Linked DNA regions of Mus musculus: region 2 is linked to region 1. The links are chromatin contacts, called in public promoter capture Hi-C maps. All regions are on one chromosome and are shown on one strand. The core of a region is the stretch at or near the end of the contact, and the rest is flanking DNA. Distances in the headings are between cores, read along the strand shown.

Region 1 (6,881 bases), core at 1,564-4,063:
CCTCCAGGTGTCCAGTGAATCCAGACTCCATCCTAACGCCGGCTGTGGGGTGGCAGTGGGAATATAGCCTTCCTGCATAAGGACCCCCAAGAGGGTCAGGGGGACAGAGCACAGAGCAACTGTGGCTTCTCTTCCTCATTAGTGATGTACATATTGCCCAGTGTCCCTGCTATAAACCGATGGTCTCCAAAGTGCTCCTTTCTCAGGGACACCATTTATTGTAATGGCCCAGTGATACTTTCTGCTATTGCAAAAGATTAGCCAGCCAGCACTGGTGCTCAGCGTGTGGGTTGGCCCTGTTTCCTCGCCTGGGTCCACAGGCCAGACAGGAACATGTGATATGAAGCTTCTGAGGGGCCTGGGGGGAGATGGGGGTCCTCTCAGCAAATGACTGACAAAGGAAAGGAGTTCTGAATGCTTGCGACACTCTGTCCCTGTCCTGGTTTTTTGGCAGTTTTGTTTCCATGTTTAAGTTTTTCATATGTCCAGTTACATGGGTGTGTTAGGTTAGAACATTTGACCTTTGGGCTGAGATGGCTCAGCAGGCTAACCAGTTTCAACCTGATAACTTGAATTTGATCTCCAGAACCTTCCTCCACAGTGGAAGAACAGAGCTGACTCTTGGAAGTTGTCCTTTGACCTTCGCACTGTGACATATGACACATGTGTGCTTGCCCTTGGACATACCACAACTTTCTCTCTAACCATCCCAGGACATACACACACGTACCTTTAAAACATTCCTGTCAGAGACTGGGATTACAATGGGAAAAGTCACTTTGTGTTTGGGTTCATAAGTGCCAGTGCACAAAAACCAAAGCAGCCAAATTAGCATGTTGACCGACCAAGTCTGGCCTGAGCTCCTCTCTGTCAACTAAACAGAGAATCAGACCCACATCACCTTCCTGCTCCTGCTACAGACGTCCAGGCTACCAGTTCTTGCACAGGAGAAGGACAGCAACAGAGTCCTGTGTCTGCTACTCTTCTGAGGGGTTGACAGGACCCGGCTAGCCATGGGGATGTACATGCCACATGCTTGCACGGGAGGCCCAGGTCTGTGAATGTCTACAGGAGATGTGAAGATGAGAGGCTGGCGCCATGACGTTCAGTGTTCTTGGTGGCCCAAGACACATCTGCACATGTCCCCAGTTGTGTGTTTAATTCCACACCAGAGAGCTTCTGGTCACCCACGGCTCCTCTTGAATACCTATGGCCGAGATGTGCTGAGAGCTTCACCGGGCTCTTTCCGCAGCCTGAAATCAGAGCGTCAACATCCTGCAGACTTGACAAGGAAACCAAGGACCAGAGAGGACAGGACCCTGATTAAATCCAGTAAGAAACGGTTGTTGAAAACCCTAAATTCCCTTGGTGATTCGCCTTGACCTTTCCCTGAGTGTATATGGAGCCTGGGATAGTACACTTGGTGATATACCCAGAGGGACATTTTCAAATGCCCATTTTTTTTTGACTTCATCATTTCAGAATCTTCCAGTCCATGTACAGGATTGAAATGCACAACTCTAGTGAGAGTTGAAACGGCGGCACGTATGGAGGGTGCAAGCGAAACGTTTCTGTGATGAATGCAGTCAAAGCAGTTTGGTGACTACTTAATCAGGGGTATCAGGATGCCAAGGAAGCCAAAGCCAACCATCAGACTGGTGGATGCTCAAAGCCAACCATCAGACTAGCACCCCAATGGAGGAGTTAGGCCAAGGACTGAAGGAGCTGAAGGGGTTTGCAAACCCATAGGAAGAACAACAATATCAACCAACCAGACACCCCCCCCCAGCTCCCAGGGACTAAACCACCAACCAAAGAGTACACATGGAAGGACCGTCCCATGGCTCCAGCTGCATATGTAGGAGAGGATGGCCTTATTAATGGCATCAATAGAAGGAGAGCCCCTTGGTCCTGTGGATGGATGCCCCAGTGTAAGGGGATGCTAGGAAGGTGAGGCAGGAGTGGGTAGATAAGTTGGGGTGGAGGGGGTGAGAGGTGGGGGAGCACCCTCATAGAAGCAGGGGAAGGGGAATGGGATAGAGCGTTTTTTTCAGAGGAGGATAACATTTGAAATGTAAATAAATAAAATAACAACAACAAAAAAAAGGAAGCATCCTCTTTATGCTTACACTGGCCCTTTGTTCTGAGCCTCACAGTTTGACCACTTCCTGGCAGTGGGAGAGAGTTTCTTGTCCCTGTGACTGTTTCTAGCCCGGATTGTCTCACCAGAAGCTCAAGGGCAGGAAGCTTTCAGCTCCAGAGCAGGCCAGGCCTGGCAGGGATAGAGGGAGGGAGAGCTGCCCCCGGACTGTTGCTGGGATCATGGCGTGCTGCCTCTCTGACCTGAGCCAAGTTTCCCAGTTAGGTTCCTTCTCCGGTTCTAGTCTGCCGTCCTAGGCAGTTTCCCTTCCGCTCAAGCCTCAGTCTCCCCCCCCGCCCCCCTATAAGGTTGATGAAGCTGTTGGCAAGTAGAAGCCCTGGCACCCGGGAGCAAGCCACTCCCGCCCAAGCAGCTGTACCATGCTGCTCCAGGCAGTGATAACAAAGAGTGGGTTCTGCTTTTAGCTTCCTTCTAAACACAGGCTTTTTGAGTGAGTGTGTGTGTGTGTGTGTGTGTGTGTGTGTGTGTGTGATTGTCGTGGTAGTGGATTCCATGCGCAGTTCTGTCCCACAGCTCAGGAAATGAGGTGATCATCAGGGCAAGAAAGGAAGGGGGTGGATGCGGGGTGATTGGGCAATTGGACTGCGCAAACACAAGAGGTCAAAGATTGCGCCCAGCCGGCCCCCTCCCTCCGTGCATAAAGGCGAGCGGGCCACGGGCAGGCGGCGCAGAAGCGGGTCGGTCTGTACTCCCCGCTCCTCGCCACACACACACCGAGAGGATGAGGCTCACCGTGGGTGCCCTGCTGGCCTGCGCTGCCCTGGGTGAGTGTGCGTGCAGGGGATGACTGGCTGGCTATGTATGCAACCCTTAGGAGCTAAAGCTGGAAGTCCCAGCTTCCAGCCCCTTGCTTCTTCTCTGTGGTATCTTCATCTTCCATAGCGTAGGAACAACGTGGATCCACATGCATCTGGGGCTCTGATTCAGTCTCTACCTTTCACTATCCTCATCACGCTGTCTCCCCTATGTCCAGTAATTTGAAGATATGGTATACGCGATGTTAGAAAACTTTTAACCAGTTTACCCAGGCGCTATCCCGGGGCCTCAGTATAGTCCAAACAGCATGGTGTGGTAGTCACAACTTCCTGAGATCTAATCCTGCTATCTCTCCTTTGTCTGATGCCTCCTTGGATGCCTTTGGCGCTGGTGGCTTAGACTAGGGTGTGGGATTTGAAGCCAGAATTCTGGGGTTCAAATCATACCTGTATTTCTCCTGCGACGGGTCTTGCTTGTTACCGCACATGCCTGGGAGGGTCAGGTGAGGGTGAGGTCACAGGTCCCAGTCCTGCATCCTGCTGACTCCTCACCAGAGGGGGGGGGGGTCTCAAAGACCCAAATGCCTGCTCCAGTTGGACTGTAGTTAGCATTTGTCACAGTGTTGGGGCTGTCTAGTTTGAGTGATTTGTCATCCCTAACAACTGTCAGCCTGAAACAGGCTTCCGTGCTTGTTAGCTCAGGACACCTTGTGTGGCTATGCACAGTGACACCGGACCAAGGTCAAAATTTACAAGTTAGACGAACTAGTTTGAAGAGGCTAGAGAGGTCGTCTATCCCTCTGGCCACGGTGAACTAAAGGGAAGGAGCTGGGGACGATCAGTCTCCCTGTTGTCCTTCCTCATCCATCCTGAGGTCCATTGGCCTCACCCACCCCGATCCATGCTTAGTGATTTGTGGGCTTGCTGAGTCAGTAAGTCAGCCCTGCTGAATTGCCCGAAAGGGAAGGGATGTGACAAGAGCTAGGAGTGCCAGGTCCCACAGACGGCATCTCTCCATCGTGTGGATTTCAGTGGTGACCCAGCTGGGGAGATGGTACAACTGGGCAGATGCTTAGCATGCAAACACCAGGACCTAAATTCAGAACCCCAGCAACCATGTAAAAAGCTGGGTACCGCAGTGCCCTGGGGAAGCAGACACAGGAAGATCCCAGGGAACCCACAGTGCCCTGGGGAAGCAAACACAGGAAGATCCCAGGGACTTTCTGGCCAGACAATCTAGTGGAACCAGCAAGGCTCAGATTCAGTGAAAGACACTGTCTCCAAAAAAATCAGGCAGAGAGTAATAGCGGGAGACACCGCACGTTGCCCTTTGTCCCCCACCCCCACCCCCCATGTGTTCCCATCTGCACATGCACACACCACATGGGAGCCCGATTATATAAGCACATACACACATCGTGATACACGTAATTGTCTTCAGCTGATTCTCTAAATGGCGGCCCAAAGGGGGTAAAGCATCCAGGGAAGGTTTGGTAGAAACAGAAGCCTGCTGCATAGAAGGGAGTTCCTAGCCTTTTCTCAACAGAAGACAGCTGAAGAGTATCACAGGTGAACTCGTGATCAAACTGTCGCTCAGAGAGACGCAAAGCTTCTAAGATCGTTATCTTCCCCTGGGGCCTGGCCATCAGACCTAGTGTCTGGGCTGCTAACAAACATGATGACGTAGGACAAACCTGCTTCCTCCCCCAAGGCCAGCTTTCTCATTTCTAAAAGACGGTATGCCTTTCCTAGAGTTGGTGTCTAGAGCCTTGTCTGAAGGTGGCTGAGGATGGTGTTTGCCCACTGAAGTTCACATTTTGATGTGGACCTTCAGCCAAGGCAAAAGAAGAGCAGGTTGTCACCTTCAGCTACCCCAGCATCTCTCTAAGCAGCCCAGGGTTAGGTGGGAACATGGCAGACCGTTGGGGCGAACGGATTCATCTGTTCCCAGGATCGGAGTGCAGCAGAGCCCTGTGCTCTGTCATGACTGCCACCAGGGATGAGAGGAGGGTGGAACAGAGGAGAGGTGGCCATTAAGACCCTTCGTAAAGTGGTGCGTTCTCTCCCCAGGCACGGGGAGCGGGTCCTTTATGCCTCCGCCTTCTCTCCTGCAGGGCTGTGTCTGGCTGTCCCTGACAAAACGGTCAAATGGTGCGCAGTGTCAGAGCACGAGAATACCAAGTGCATCAGCTTCCGTGACCACATGAAGACCGTCCTTCCGCCTGATGGCCCCCGGCTTGCCTGTGTGAAGAAAACCTCCTATCCGGATTGCATCAAGGCCATTTCTGTAAGTCCTGCTGCCGGGAACGGTAGCCCCTATACGCCTCTGGTTTGACTCACTTGTGGAAAAAAAAAAATTGAACTGGGGGGTGGGGACTGTCAGGTGTCCAAGTAGACAATTATACCAAGAGTGGCAGGAAGAGGATCATTCCAAGGCTTGAATTCTCCTGTCCATCCGGGTGTGGCCGCACACGTAGGTGGCCATGGCATGCTAGCTCCTACTGTTTCAGGGGCCCAGGACTATAGGGAAAAGCAGTAAGCTTTTCAGTGTTAAGACTAGCACCTTCTGGGCTAGTGAGATGGGCTTCTGAAGGTCCTGAGTTCAAATCCCAGCAACCACATGGTGGCTCACAACCATCCGTAATGAGATCTGACACCCTTTTCTGGTGCATCTGAAGACAGCTACAGTGTGCTTAGATATAATAATAAATAAATCTTTAAAAAAAAAAAAAAACAAAGACAGCACCTTCAGGGTTTTCACCTCCATGACAGCACCCACAGAGGAGCTTACAGGGACTCTCAAAACACGAGGGTCTCTGAATGACAAACCCCACTGTGTGGCCGAGCATGGAAACAGATATAAGAACCCAGCCACCCACAGACCCTGGGTGCTCCACTACAACCATGCCAGAGCCTCTGGTATAATAGCAGTGCCCACCTCTGAAGAGGGAGAGACCCTTCCCCCCTACCAAGCCTGCCAGACCAAGCCTCGACCACTGCCGATGGGTAAATCCGCATTTTGTCCAGGTACTGGGCACATCATCAGGGAAAAGTGAGGAAAAAAAAGACTCCATTTCTTCCTCTAGATGGAATCAACCCAAACCGGCAGGGCTGGATGTGCTTGTGCTTGGGATTTTCTAGCCCGAGACCCATGGAGCGCTGCCAGGTCCTTCCCACTTGTTCTGGTGTAGGGAAGCCTTCCTTGCAATAAGTCTTTGGGACTCGCTCTCTTCTAGGCAAGTGAAGCCGATGCTATGACCTTGGATGGGGGTTGGGTGTACGATGCCGGCCTGACTCCGAACAACCTGAAGCCCGTGGCGGCGGAGTTTTATGGATCAGTGGAACGTGAGTTCTCCCAGAATACCCAGGAGGGGGACCGTGGTTTAGTAGATGTTAAATCTCATTCTGTAGGCAGGTAGCCGACATTAGAAACGCTAGGAAGCCTTTTCTTTGGGGAGTCCATGGGGAATGAGATCTTCTAGCCCTCCGGGCACACATGGAGACATCTTGAGGACTTTGGGCTGGTTGGAGGCTGGTATGGACCTTCTGAGTCAGGCATCCTCAATGGAGAGCAGGCTGGGGTCCAGCTTGGCCTTCACTGGATCTGGGGAAGTGTCCAAGCTCCCCAGAGCCTCAGGCGCCATGGACAAGAGAAAACCCACCCCTATAGTGCCCGGAGGGAGCTTAGCAGTCCAAGAAGCTCTTCTGAGATAGCTCTGGTGGTCCCTGTCACCATATTAGAGGATGTAAAATACTTTGAGGGAGACAGAGAATGCCTCTGTTGTGGCTCTCACATGTTCCTGGTGCCTTGGCTTGGTAAGGAGAATGAGGCGCTCATGACCCATGTGCCGATGCCTCTTGAGCCTTTGTTTTCCCGGATGGACCATCTGTCTTTAAGTCTACAGAGGTTTCTCTGGCTTCTTACCACCCAGCTCTGCCTAAGTTACCCCTGGGTCTCTCTCTCT
Region 2 (6,881 bases), core at 2,366-4,865, 150 kb after region 1:
CAGCACTGGTCCTCATGGAGTCTGACCAGACACATGGATGATGCGCATTATCTGCTGAATGCCTGTTATACCCATCGTTCTCAAAGCACTGTTGCTGGATCAGAGGCACCGCCCAGGCTACGTTCAAAATACAGATTCTCCGCCTGGCATCTATCAAAAACGTGGATATTCCAGGAGAGTTGGATGTAAACTTGGGTTTGAGAACCAATAGTCTGTATTGTTTTCAGGACTGTCCAGAGACTTCTTGGAAAGAAAGCAGGCAAGAGAGACCAAGTAGAAAGGAATTTCTGGCTGGATGCTTAGACAGCAGGTCTGAACAACACCCACAGAATATCTTGTACCAGGAAAAGAGGGCCCTGGGCTATCAGCTTCTGTGCAGATCTGAAACATTTCCTTGCCCTGGGCCAGCTTTGTAAGGTGTGACTTGAATAGCTGCATAGGATGCTGCCGTCAGAAAGGCCCAGCTTTGGTTTACGTATGTCTTGGAGTTCTTAAATGATTCACAAGCCAAAGTCTTTACAGTTTCATTTGCATTGGGTCCTGTGGATTCTGTGCGTGGTCCTGCTTTCTACCTTTTCTCCTTCAAGAGGGGGATGGCAAAGCCAGGTAAAGAGGTTCAGCTCTCCCTAGAGAGCTGCCACCTCAACTGGAGAGTGAAAAGGGGGTTGGCATCTGACACACAGGGTTGAGGAGCTCAGAGCAGTGGTAGAAGCGCCTGCTGTGTGACCAGACTCTGGCTTCTCCACGTTTTCACACCACATACTCCTGGCTGGGTGATTATCATTTGGAAAAGAATTTGGAGCCGAGGACAGAGTGGAAAAGAACTCAAAAGTGGCCTCCAGATCATTCCATATTATCTTACAACCATTGCCAAAGTTAGTCGGCATCTGAGAGACATCCCCAGGGGGATGACCCAGTGAAGGGAGGCTCTTTGGAGTTCAAGTAGGAGAAAGAGGGACCATGTGGGATCTCCCAGTGGACAGTGCCTGGAATTCCAGTTGAATGGATGTTCTTTCCCTCTGTATCAGCTTGTCTCCAATGGCCCGATCCATAATGGATGACTTCGATGGCCAATCTTCATTGCTAACGTATGGATCTGGAATGACCTGGGAAACAAATCTCTTGGTGTATCCATGAAGATGTATCCTGAGGGATTTGACTAAGTTGGGAGGACGTAATCCTGAATGTTCATGGTACTATTTAGTAGTTTGAGGTTCTGGGATGAATGGAAAGAGACTAGACTTGGATAGAGTAAAATACATGTGCTAACCAAGTGCTCTGTTACTAAGCTACATTATTGACATGGCAGCTGGTCCTTCCTCATTGCTTAGCCTTCTGGAGAGATAGGTCCTAATCAATATGGAGAACACCAGCCCCCATGTCTTTTCTGAGGTAGGGCAGTGGTCTTCAACCTTCCTAAGGTTGCGACCCTTTAATACAGTTCCTTATGCTGTGGTGAGCCTCCCAACCACTAAATTATTTCGTTGTTACTTCCTAATTTTAATTTTGCTAATGTTATGAATTGTAATGTAAATTCTGTGTTTTCTGATGGTCGTAGTAGGCAACCCCTGTGAAAGAGTCAGTCAACCCCCAAAGGGATTGTTACTCAAACATTGAGAACCTTGTAAGGTAGGGTCTCATATTGCTTAGGCTGGCTTGTAACTTACTATCTAGGCAAAGAAGACCTTGAACTCTTGGTTCTCCTACTTCCAAGCACTAGATTTATAGATGACACCACCACGCCCAGCAGAGGAGCTTCTGTTTACGAAGCGATTGACCTTGTAATTGCTCACACTCACACTTGGAGGTGGGTATCACTATCTTCCTTTCATAGTCAAGGAAACTGGGAGTCATGAGGTCAGGCAACACCCAAGACACTCAAGTAGAGACTTTTAATCTGATAGGGAGTTTTCAACCTTTGTGTTTCTCCTTCTCTGCTTTCCAAGTAAGCTGATGGGGCTGGATGGGAGGTCAGAGAGGCAGGCAGGAGGTGGTTAGATGAACTTGGGTGAGATTTCTTTTCTTTTTTCTTTTTCTTTTCTTACATTTTCCTTCTTGGTAGAATGAGAAGAGGGAACGCTCTCTATTAAAAACCAGACACTTCTCTTGACCCCACCCTGGTTCCTGGTCCCTTGTCCCTCCACTCTGAGCACTGAGTCCCCAGTCTCCTGCAAATTTCACGTTTTCAGCCCTTTCTCACAGTGTTCGCTTTGCTTCTGGAACTTTCCTCAGTTTCTGACTTGCTGATTTCTCCTCTTTTAATATTGAAGAACAAGTGAATCTTTACCCACAGCCTGTCTTGAACCTGCGGCTCAACCTTTCGACAGTTCCACCATCCCGGGCTATGATTTAACTTCCCACAAATAAAGATGGGGGTGCCAACAGGGCCTATGTTTCATGGATACTAGGAGCCTGGGCCAGGCTTCCCTACCAGGAGCTCCTCCTGGGACAGGGAACTCCTGCCATCAGTGTACCTATTGTCTTCTCACCATTAGACACTTGTAGGTTGCTGTTAAGACTCCCCAGTTAAGGGAGGAGAGACTCTGAGTAGGAGACAGGATGTACTGTCAAAGAGAGGGTGTGGAAGCAGCAGCCAGAGGCTCAGAGATTTCACTCACCGTAGGACCATCATGTAGAGGGGGTTGTGGGAGACGCAGGCAATGAGTGCCACAAAGGAGATGAGGAAGATGGACGGGAGCAGCAGCTGTGCACAGGATGTAGGGCAGGAGCCTGTCTTGGCCGATGCGGATCCTCCAGTCACACAGCTACAGTTCAAATAGATCTTGAAGAACAGGAGGGGCCACGTCATGATTTAACCTCTGTATGTTTCACATATCCACACTGCCTCCCTCTAATATGAACGAATCCCTCTGCCCTCCCTTCAGCCCTCCAGGGATGGAGGAAAAGCTAGGATTCAAAGACTGAAGAGGTCAGATGAGGGTTTTAGAGTGCCCCATGGGGTCCTGGCTCTTTCACTTTGGGGACATTAGAAATGGTCTTCACGGTCTGGAGAGATGGCTCGGCGGTTAAGAGCACTGACTGCTCTTCCAGAGGTTCTGAGTTCAATTCCCAGCAACCATATGGTGGCTCACAACCATCTGTAATGAGACCTGATGCCCTCTTCTGGTGTGTCTGAAGAGAGTGACAGTGCACTCACATGCATAAAATAAATAAACAAATCTTTAAAATAAAAAAAAGAAAGAAATGGTCTTCACCAAGAGTCCAGCATGGGATGAACTCCTGCAGTCTTCCAACATCTGAATGCCCAAGATCCCATCACCAGGCAAAGCACCCTCATCAGCTCAGCGCCTGGAACCTGGGAGCTCTCCTCCCGGTCCAGCCCGCTCTAGTGGTTGCGCAAGTTGTTATGGGAGAAGGTATGTTCCGGGAGTAGAGGAAACAATAACAGAGTCTCTTGAATGCTCTGTAGCACTCCCCACTGAAGAGGTGTACTTTGACCTAAGAAGAGCCCCCAGAGGAGGACCCTGCCTCATCATAATTCTATGTGGCTCAACACTGCTGTTCGACTCATTTGGCGGCCACCGTTCATCTGGTCATCTTTGCCTTCCCTCCTTGCAGTGGCTGATGGCCCAGCCTATGATGACGTTGGTGTCAGAGCTGTTATGGGGCTGAGCCAACTAATGAGCTAGAGGAGGCCTCCCTCTGTCAGTCAGTGGGACTGTGGCCCTCAAGCTCAGAAGTTCCTAACACACGATATTGCCGTAACCTCCCGCAATCTGGATCTTAAAATACTAAGACTTTATCCCCCTTATAATTTATTATTTTTTCCCTTGCTATCATGGTAATGGATTTTGTCTTGATGTACTTGTGCTGTTATTGGAAGCTTGTCAAGATTATTTCTGGAAGTAGATGAGTCAGCGGAGAGTAAATAAAGATAAGAAAACCACAGAAGCCACCACTCTTCCAGTTAAGAGGCAAACTAAGGGGCCATCTTGTCTTAGCTCCTCACCCTTCTCTACCTGAGAGCCAAGGGCCTTTGCCCATAGTGACAGACAGGGGAAGCTTTTTTCTGTGACCTCGCAAGAGGTGGTAAGTGGGGGCTAGCCTGGCCCATGGCCAACACACATGGCCGACACACAGGTGCATTCTTCCTATGGGGGCATCCTATAGTAATGACATAGACGTTCCATTGTTCTCATCAGAGGGAGTTAAGAGGGGAAATAATCTCCCTCCTAAGTCTGGCTTGCCTGGCCCTGCCCAGCTCTGGACCTGTTGATCCCTTGTCCCGATAGCTGTGACACTTGTCGCTTAGCGCCGACCAGGCCTTTCCTCAGCTTCTCTGGTGCACTGGCACCTGTGCTTCCCTCGAGTGCAATGGGCTTCCAGGTTTCCATAGGATTCTTCTGGTCTTTGCTCAAGGGTAAGTCACCTCAGGAAGTCCCTCAGCATTTATCGTGTGCATTTATCGGACTGGATGTAAACTGTGAGACCAGGGCTTTTGGTTGACATGGTGGCTGCACACATGGATTTCTGACTAAGAGACAAACCTGGAGGAGGCATTTGCTGTTTCCTGATCCCAGAAGGCCTGGGGTCACTGTCCTCACATATTGTCAGACAAGTCCCCATAGGTCTAGGTCTAAGAAGGAGACACATGGCCTTGAAGACCAGGTGAAGAGAGATTTTGTTTCTAATCCTAGATTTGAACTTAATTTCATGGCTTCAGGCCAACTCTGTGGCACTCCTGGGAGAGGAGGGCTTGAAACGACTGCTGCTCCCAGCACTGGCCTCTAAGGTCCAAGTCACAGGGGACCCTCTGCTCTCAGGCCATGTGACTCTGTAATATGGCCTGAACCCAGAACCCAGAACCCAGAAGTTCCCCCCTGCCACAGGGAGCCATTAGTATCAGTCACAAGTTTCCGCTGAGAGCGACTGCTCGGACTTGTTTCTGTTGTTTTGCCAAGTTCCCAAGAATGAACTCGTTGGTCTCCAGCCAATCTTTAACTGACTTTGGGCTGTGGGCATCTGGTCATGACCCCGGGGCAGAGAAGGATGAGAGATGGTGGAGGGGGCTAAGACGCTGATACTGACGGCCAAGGAACGGTTTTTGAGGTGACACACTGAGCCCCAAAGCTCCATGTGGTTCTGTCGACCCCTGTGACCCCCTTCGTCGTTGTCCTTACTGGTTGCTTAGAAGCTGCTGAGCTCACGTTGAGGCTGCTGCAGCCAGCATGGCAGGGGGAGAGGTACTCGACTCCATTGTCTCCGCAGACAGGGTGGAAGACGGAATCTGGGCACAGGCAGTCCCTGCGGCAGGCGGGAGGCTGCGGATGTATAGAACTTGGTGTGCTGCCAGGCGAGACAGGAAGAGAAGAGAATCAAACAAAGCAAGACCAAGAAACAGCACCACACTCCAGCCCAGCACGAGGTCCTGGCCTGGCTGATGTGCCTGCATACCCCCGTTTGTCTTAGGCCAGTGCTGTCCCAGAATCTGAACGGAGCCGGTGGGAGCCGGCTGTGAGTCTGCCATGGTTTGGACATCATGGCCCTCTCCATTCTCCTGACCCTGGGAACCCAAACCCACCCATTACTCAGTTGTAAAGGTCTAGCCAGAAAACACCCATGCCACTGTCAGAGTTAAAATGACTGACAGCCTGAAGCTCTGTTGAAGGAAGTGGTCTACGCTACAGTGAAGTCATTAGAAACATTTGCCTTCTCTTATGGCCCAGCTAGGTGCTGGCTGAGACCTTTGGAGGCCACTGAGGTTTTTATAGACTGTTCATCTCCTGAAACAAATGGATTCACTGATCTGGGTCTGTCCATTCGCCTTCCTATCCTGGGCCAGAACTTCATCGAAGTGGATTTCGATGGCTGTTCTTACTGATCTTCTTTGGGGAAGTTCTGATGGCTGAGTAGTGCATTGATAAACAGTAGCAGTGGATGTTGGCATTTATGGGACATCACAATGGAAGGGCCTTTTTGTTTACGGATAACTTCCTCATAGCAACAAAGAGTGTCATATCTAGAACTCAGGCCAGGCAGGTGACAGAGGTGGGACCAAACTCCCACTGAAAACCACCTCAAGGACCCCAAGCTTTCAGGTTTCTCTGGGTCCCCAGCTTCTCTGGGTCCCCAGTCAGCCTGCAGAACGGTGGTGAGTTTCTCACTCCCTCACTCGAGGCAATGTTCCCCTCTTTTGTTCTGCTTTCCTCTGTCATCTGTCAGCTACAGAGGAGGTCATATCACACTATGTTTTTGCCTGATGCTGTTGGTGTATTTGGAGATGTTGCTCTCCACGAGAAAGAGACTATGCTGGGGTTAAAAGGTTCTGAGTCTCCAAATCTTGCAAATGTTTTGGGCAAAGTCCTCAAGAAAAAGTTTCAACGACAGCGGGGACAGCACACCTGAAAGCTCTAGAACAAAAAGAAGCAAATACACCCAAGAGGAGTAGACGGCAGGAAATAATCAAACTCAGGGCTGAAATCAACCAAATGGAAACAAAAAGAACTATTCAAAGAATCAACAACACCAGGAGCTGGTTCTTTGAGAAAAATCAACAAGATAGATAAACCCTTAACCAGACTAACCACAGGGCACAGAGACAGTATCCAAATTAATAAAATCAGAAATGAAAAAGGAGACATGGAAATCAAAAAAATCATCAGATCCTACTACAAAAGCTTATATTCAACAAAATTGGAAAATCTGGATGAAATGGACAATTTTCTAGGTGCCAAAGTTAAAACAGGATCAGATAAACCATCTAAACAGTCCCATAACCCCTAAAGAAATAGCAGTCATTAATAGTCTCCCAACCAAAATAGCCCAGGACCAGATAGATTTAGTGGAGAATGCTATCAGACTGTCAAAGAAGACCCAAGACCAATACTCTTCAAACTATTCCACAAAATAGAAACAGAAAG

What was found. Promoter capture Hi-C pulls out the DNA fragments that hold promoters and counts their contacts.
Region 2: a promoter capture Hi-C map of the C10 cell line shows a contact between it and region 1, with 2.3 times the contacts expected there. The contact joins the enhancer-like site here to the promoter of Trf in region 1. A contact is called at or near these places in 2 of 39 promoter capture datasets (both in the C10 cell line), 1 of 484 Hi-C or Micro-C datasets (nephron progenitors), 2 of 115 datasets of contacts at active chromatin or transcription factors (both in embryonic stem cells) and 2 of 9 other capture datasets (adipose tissue and liver).

Annotation. Positions count from the first base shown.
Region 1 is chr9:103,226,218-103,233,098 of GRCm38.p6, reverse strand. It overlaps Trf (transferrin), which reads left to right and starts at 2,813. Exons shown (of 17, transcript NM_133977.2): 1 at 2,813-2,925; 2 at 5,031-5,203; 3 at 6,153-6,261. The coding sequence starts at 2,883.
Region 2 is chr9:103,075,350-103,082,230 of GRCm38.p6, reverse strand. It overlaps Slco2a1 (solute carrier organic anion transporter family, member 2a1), which reads right to left. Exons shown (of 14, transcript NM_033314.4): 10 at 5,142-5,307; 11 at 2,619-2,782. Among named protein-coding and RNA genes, the nearest start is that of Rab6b, 33 kb to the left of the region's middle. Within about 2 kb of position 3,615, at least 35 of the 459 cell types and tissues checked have an H3K27ac peak or open chromatin away from gene starts, as enhancers often do.